Linked DNA regions of Arabidopsis thaliana: region 2 is linked to region 1. A link is a contact called in public capture Hi-C data. All regions are on one chromosome and are shown on one strand. The core of a region is the stretch at or near the end of the contact, and the rest is flanking DNA. Distances in the headings are between cores, read along the strand shown. Region 1 holds the start of AT2G30480. Region 2 holds the start of WRKY21 (WRKY DNA-binding protein 21).

Region 1 (2,986 bases), core at 144-2,643:
TCTAAGCCTACAGGTAGTGAAGGATTGAAATGTGCCATTGATCACATCCTTGAAGCTGAGCAGAAGGGAGAAATCAACGAGGACAATGTTCTTTACATCGTCGAGAACATCAATGTCGCCGGTAACTTCTATTTCTTACTTGTAGGATACGTAATCAATCCTCTAGACGTCTCTGCTTGCATAAGGAATTGGACATTAGTGTTTTAAGTGAATCCTAGAAATCCGGAATTGTAACCATAACAGGAAATTAGGCTCATGTAGGTTGGTTTTTTGGTCTCCCCTGAAGAGGCTGGATTGTATATGGTTTTGTGAAGCTGATATCTTGATTTCTGCTGAAACAGCGATTGAGACAACATTGTGGTCTATCGAGTGGGGAATTGCAGAGCTAGTGAACCATCCTGAAATCCAGAGTAAGCTAAGGAACGAACTCGACACAGTTCTTGGACCGGGTGTGCAAGTCACCGAGCCTGATCTTCACAAACTTCCATACCTTCAAGCTGTGGTTAAGGAGACTCTTCGTCTGAGAATGGCGATTCCTCTCCTCGTGCCTCACATGAACCTCCATGATGCGAAGCTCGCTGGCTACGATATCCCAGCAGAAAGCAAAATCCTTGTTAATGCTTGGTGGCTAGCAAACAACCCCAACAGCTGGAAGAAGCCTGAAGAGTTTAGACCAGAGAGGTTCTTTGAAGAAGAATCGCACGTGGAAGCTAACGGTAATGACTTCAGGTATGTGCCATTTGGTGTTGGACGTCGAAGCTGTCCCGGGATTATATTGGCATTGCCTATTTTGGGGATCACCATTGGTAGGATGGTCCAGAACTTCGAGCTTCTTCCTCCTCCAGGACAGTCTAAAGTGGATACTAGTGAGAAAGGTGGACAATTCAGCTTGCACATCCTTAACCACTCCATAATCGTTATGAAACCAAGGAACTGTTAAACTTTCTGCACAAAAAAAAGGATGAAGATGACTTTATAAATGTTTGTGAAATCTGTTGAAATATTCCCTTGTTTTGCTTTTGTGAGATGTTTTTGTGTAAAATGTCTTTAAATGGTTCGTTCTACGATTGCAATAATAATTAGTGGTGCTCATTGTTTTGGATGGATCAATGTTATACTTATATCATTTGAAAATCTCATGATTGTTGGACTTGGACCATAGTTGTTAATTTGAAGGTTTCTAGGTTCTAACGTTAATAATCTTGTTCAAACCAAATAAATCTCATTACACAATTTGGGGAGGTGTTAAAAGATTACCAAAATAGGTTAATTACAAATTCGACTATTTCCAGTAATATGGGCTAATATAGGCTCCAATTTAGATACTAATAATGGGCTTTATAAAGCCCATTTATTTTTCTCCTTAATATCATCACTCGCAGAGATTACGCAGCGGGAATAAAAAAACACCAAATGCTTACAAGAAATTTTCGAAATTTGAAAGACCGTTCGTTTCGTTGTCTTTGATTTCCCCTGCTGCAAATTTGATCAAAGATCATCGGATTCATCATTCGGTAGCAGCAATTATCAAGTTCTCGTAATCGTTTCTATGCTCCGAGCTCCGTTTTGGGGACGCGATTCAGATACTGTCGAAGCTTCTCGAATTTTCTAAATATATCTCTTTCTCCTCTCTCGAATCTGTATGTTTTTTGAGGGATTTCGTAGAAATTTTACCTAGATTCTTCTAGATCTGATCGGAAATTTAGGATTAGGATTCAAAATTTTCAGTCTCAGTGACTAATTGATAGTGAATCGCAACCTAGTTATGGAATCGTTGGGTCGAATTGTTCGTGGTGGCGTCGAAATTTTAATTTCGAAATCTTTGTGCAGTCGTACAATTTGAAAACTCTAAGAACCGGAATTTCTACGAATGCTGCAATGGATGGGAGGATCGAGGCGGAAAGTAGCCGCTGTGAGTGACTTTTTCCTTTTAGTGATATTTCAAATTCAGAGGTCCGTTATAAATGGGGTGAAGCTAAAACCTCTTGGTGTTGGGATAATAGCTTATTTTTCTTATAATTTGTTTTCATTTTGACTTGTTATTGTTTTCTGGGAACCTTTTGGGGTAATCAGTCACACACGTCAGTGAAGAAGAGGTGTGTAAGCTCCTTCTTGTTCTCTTTATGAGATGTTTGTCAGCATATGCTTCCCATTGTGCTTACACTTTTAATTTCATCTTTGTTGCACCTGAAGGCAAAAACAATATTTTGAGCAGAGGAGACAGCAACAGCATCAGTTCACAGTTGGGTCTGAGAGCTGTAGTAATGATATAAACAATAGTAATCAACACTTAAGAGAACACCAATCTCTGGATATTCTCAATTTGCTGAATTTGTCAACCGCTACTCCTGAATGCAAACCTTCTGGTCCAGAAAATGGTAAGTATATGCTTGTTATGACTTCCAGCAGTCATAATTGGAGTCAGTTTATGAACCATTTATTTGCTTTATCGCTCAGAACCATGACATGTAATTTCACTTTGCATTTTTCTTGTTTGTGTCACTTGTTAACGGAAAAAGGAATGCAAGATCTGGATGCTGATTTTTACAGCCTTAAGGACAACATGTCCGGAGTAGGTAAGGTCGTCAAACTCATTATCTATGAATATGGTCCTCTTCTGCTCATGTTGTATGTGATAATGCAGGAAGTTCATTTAACCATATAGCAGAACCTACTTCCTCTAAGAGGCAAGCCAGTTTTCTTTGTTTTTGCTTTCATATAATGCCACTGCACAAGTTTTCTTTCTCAGCATGTATATCATCTTGGTTATCTTGCTAACAGAATTGCACATTTTCATAGAAATTTTGATGCTTTACTTTCTTACAGGACTTTGTTTAGTATCCCTGACAACCAGACAAATGATTTCAAGAAAGCAAACACTGACAACCAGACAAATGATTTCAAGAAAACAAACACCACCGCAGATCTGATGGATGGCACTGAGCGGAGTAAGTAATCACTATAACTTTAGTATTGAGACAATATC
Region 2 (2,972 bases), core at 78-2,577, 40 kb before region 1:
CATCGGCTAGAGCTCCCGCATTTTAAGCTTCCATGTTCATCTCCTTTCAAGGGGCATTTCCTCTTAGAATGTAGTGAATTCTGATCAGTTGAACTAGGAACCCCAAAATGGAAGGAGTTCTTTCCCTCTATATTAGCAACACTACCATCTATGCTAAGTGAAGAAACAAAGGACCTAGTGGATGACATAGTTGGAGTACAACTAGAGTTATCGAAACTCAAACTTATCCCACCATTGCATTTCCTAAGCATAAGCTCAGCTTGATGTTTCTGTAGCTGCTGTTGCTGATGAAGATGGTGAGCTTGTAACCGTTCATGAAACTGTTGCTGTTGCTGCTGCTGCTGCTGCTGCTGCTCCTGCTGTTGTTGTTGTTGTTGTTGTTGTTGTTGTTGTTGTACTGGAAACAAAGTAGGATAATTCGAAGGAGGCATTGTCTGCTGATTAAGCTGAAGGAGAGGAGCTTTAGCATTTGAGTTTAAACTAAAAGAGCGAGTCCCTAAAGTGAGTGAATCTGAAGGTTGTCTCAAGCTCAATTCCTGGAAACCAGACCGGAGTACCGGTGTTTTCTGAGAAGATGATGATGGAACTTCTGTTGTCCTTTGTTGACATGGATCAAGTAAGAGACTTTGAGAGACATGACTCTGAAGTTTCTTAGCTCTTCTAAACCTAGCATGACCAACACTACTGCTTAACAAACTCCCAACTCTCTTGAACCTAATCACAGCTTCTCTAGTTTCAGATACTAAATTCTTTTCAAAACCAACATGATCTTGTTGCTGTGATCTATGTAAAAGATTAAGAACTCTATGACAACTCTCAACAGCTGCTCTGTTTGTTCCTTCTATCTCCTCCATCTAAGAACCCTAATTTTTTCCCCCAGAAAACAAAACTTTCACTCAGAATACAAAAGAGAACAGAAAATGGGAGAGACCCAGATAGTCAAGTTTCAAGCTTACACAATCCCATCTTGAAGAACAGCTCTGAGTCTCTTATAAGAAGAAGATCAAGGTTAAAAAAAGAGAAGGAATTGGGAGATATAGAGAGAGAGGGAATGAAGAAGAGGGAAAAGTAAGAGGGGTTCCTTGGATGCTTGTAGAGCTAAAAAGAGGGTCAGTGTTAATGAGTTGTCAAACCCAAGATTCCTCCACCATCTTTAAAGGAGAGGTTCGAGAAAACGAAAGGTGTGAAAGAGAAGACTTTCTTGCACACACACACAGAGTCACTCTTCTCTTCTCTCTCTTTTAAGTTGGCTTCAGCAATCACTCAACCAAAACAAAACAAATATTGAAAGCATCCTTATGATTTTCTTTTTTACCCCAAAACAAACAACACACTGTGAAACAACAAATCATTTTATTATAAATAAAAAAAGACAACTTTATTTTTTGGAAAAGCAAAGAGAGGAAAAAAAGGAGAGAGAGAGAACGAAACCGGCGTCTGTCACAGATTCAGAGGTGGGTCCTACTCGAAGACTCGGGTCGTAATTATTATTTTTGCAGTTTAGGTTTTTCTTCTTTTAGTATAATAATAAAACAAATTTAATTGTTCTCTGACATAAAAAAGATAACTAATCAAACTTAGCATCATCATACTTCGGACATTTTGTTGACCTCTTTTATCTTTAAGTTTTTTTTGTTCATATAATACCGTATTGTTTTCTTTTATGATATAAAAATATACGAATGTTTCATTGTTATTCACGAGTTTAAAAAAAAAGAGAGAAAGTTAATTTCCAAGTTTTTGATAAGTAACTTGACAAAACAAAAAAAGTAAAAGAAAAAGTGGTACCAAACTTTTTTACGCAGTTTCTAACGGTTACTTAGTACACTTGAGGTGTCTTTTTATTCTACGGATCAATGATGTGTTTTTAAGCATAAGTGTTGCTAAATGCAGAAATTTATATACTAACAAACATTACATTTCCATTACTAGATATTGGAAATTTTGGTGTTAAATGTTTTGAGTATTATAAGTTTTCTCTATCTATTAATCTAACATTTTAGCATCCATTAGTTATGAAATTTCAATATATTATTGTTGAAGATTTTTTTTGTTATGTATAATGAATTATAACGTTACAATTAATAGAAAATCTATCGAAAATTGGCTTTTTAACATAAAGTAACGCATGTTATCATTATTAAGCGACAAACGAATTTATATTTTATATTAGGTATATGACAATTGGTAATGGACGAATCATACGTTACTTTTAAATTAGTAAGAAAGACATCGTCACGCCAACTAGTCAAGTGCGCTTGTTCTAGTAACGTATGTTTAGGGAACTAGCCACACCGAATCTAATTCACGTGTGGTTTTTGTGGTGAAAGATCGACCAATGGTTTAAAGTATTGTTGGTGGTTTAAATCTGGCTGAAGTAAAACCATATTAATACCTTACTATTGCTTTCTCTTGCGGTTTCAATATAGCAGTTTTTAAATAGTCCGCTTTCTAAATTAAAGTAACGCACATCATAATCATTAGGCGACAAAACAAAATATATATTCTACCATTATATACAAGACATTTGGTTATGGAAGAATCGTACGTTACTTTTGAAACGTTAAGAAAACATCGTTACATCAACTAGTCAAGTATTCTTGTTCAAATAACGTATATTAGGAGAACTATATAACTATGTCGAAACTAATTCACGTGTGCTTTTTATGAAAGATCGACAAGTGGATAATTTCTTCATCCAATAAACAAACCCAAAATTCTAACCCGGTAAAAGTAAAAACCTTATTAATACCTTAATATTGCTTCCTCTTGCAATCATAATGTAATACATTGCTAAATGTAGAAAAATATCTACAAACAAACACCACAGCGATTCCAATACTAGATATTGGTGACTTCTTGAGTATCATAACTTGTTTCCCATATATCAATTTAACATTTTAGCATTCAAAATTAGTTATGAAGTTTCAATTATTCTTGCTGGAGATAAATTTTATTTACTAGGCATAAAT

Evidence for each region. Capture Hi-C pulls out chosen DNA fragments and counts their contacts.
Region 2: a contact with region 1 is called in a capture Hi-C map of seedling, with 1.6 times the contacts expected there. The contact joins the promoter of WRKY21 here to the promoter of AT2G30480 in region 1. A contact is called at or near these places in 1 of 26 Hi-C or Micro-C datasets (callus), 1 of 2 datasets of contacts at active chromatin or transcription factors (shoot) and 1 of 3 other capture datasets (seedling).

What each region holds. Positions count from the first base shown.
Region 1 is chr2:12,991,815-12,994,800 of TAIR10.1, reverse strand. It overlaps AT2G30480, which reads left to right and starts at 1,393. Exons shown (of 21, transcript NM_001336267.1): 1 at 1,393-1,640; 2 at 1,831-1,912; 3 at 2,074-2,096; 4 at 2,194-2,378; 5 at 2,520-2,576; 6 at 2,645-2,687; 7 at 2,827-2,948. The coding sequence starts at 1,871. It overlaps C4H (cinnamate-4-hydroxylase), which reads left to right. Exons shown (of 3, transcript NM_128601.3): 2 at 1-121; 3 at 342-1,176. The coding sequence ends at 940.
Region 2 is chr2:13,031,773-13,034,744 of TAIR10.1, reverse strand. WRKY21 (WRKY DNA-binding protein 21) reads right to left here and starts at 1,327. Exons shown (of 3, transcript NM_128611.3): 1 at 1-1,327. The coding sequence starts at 854.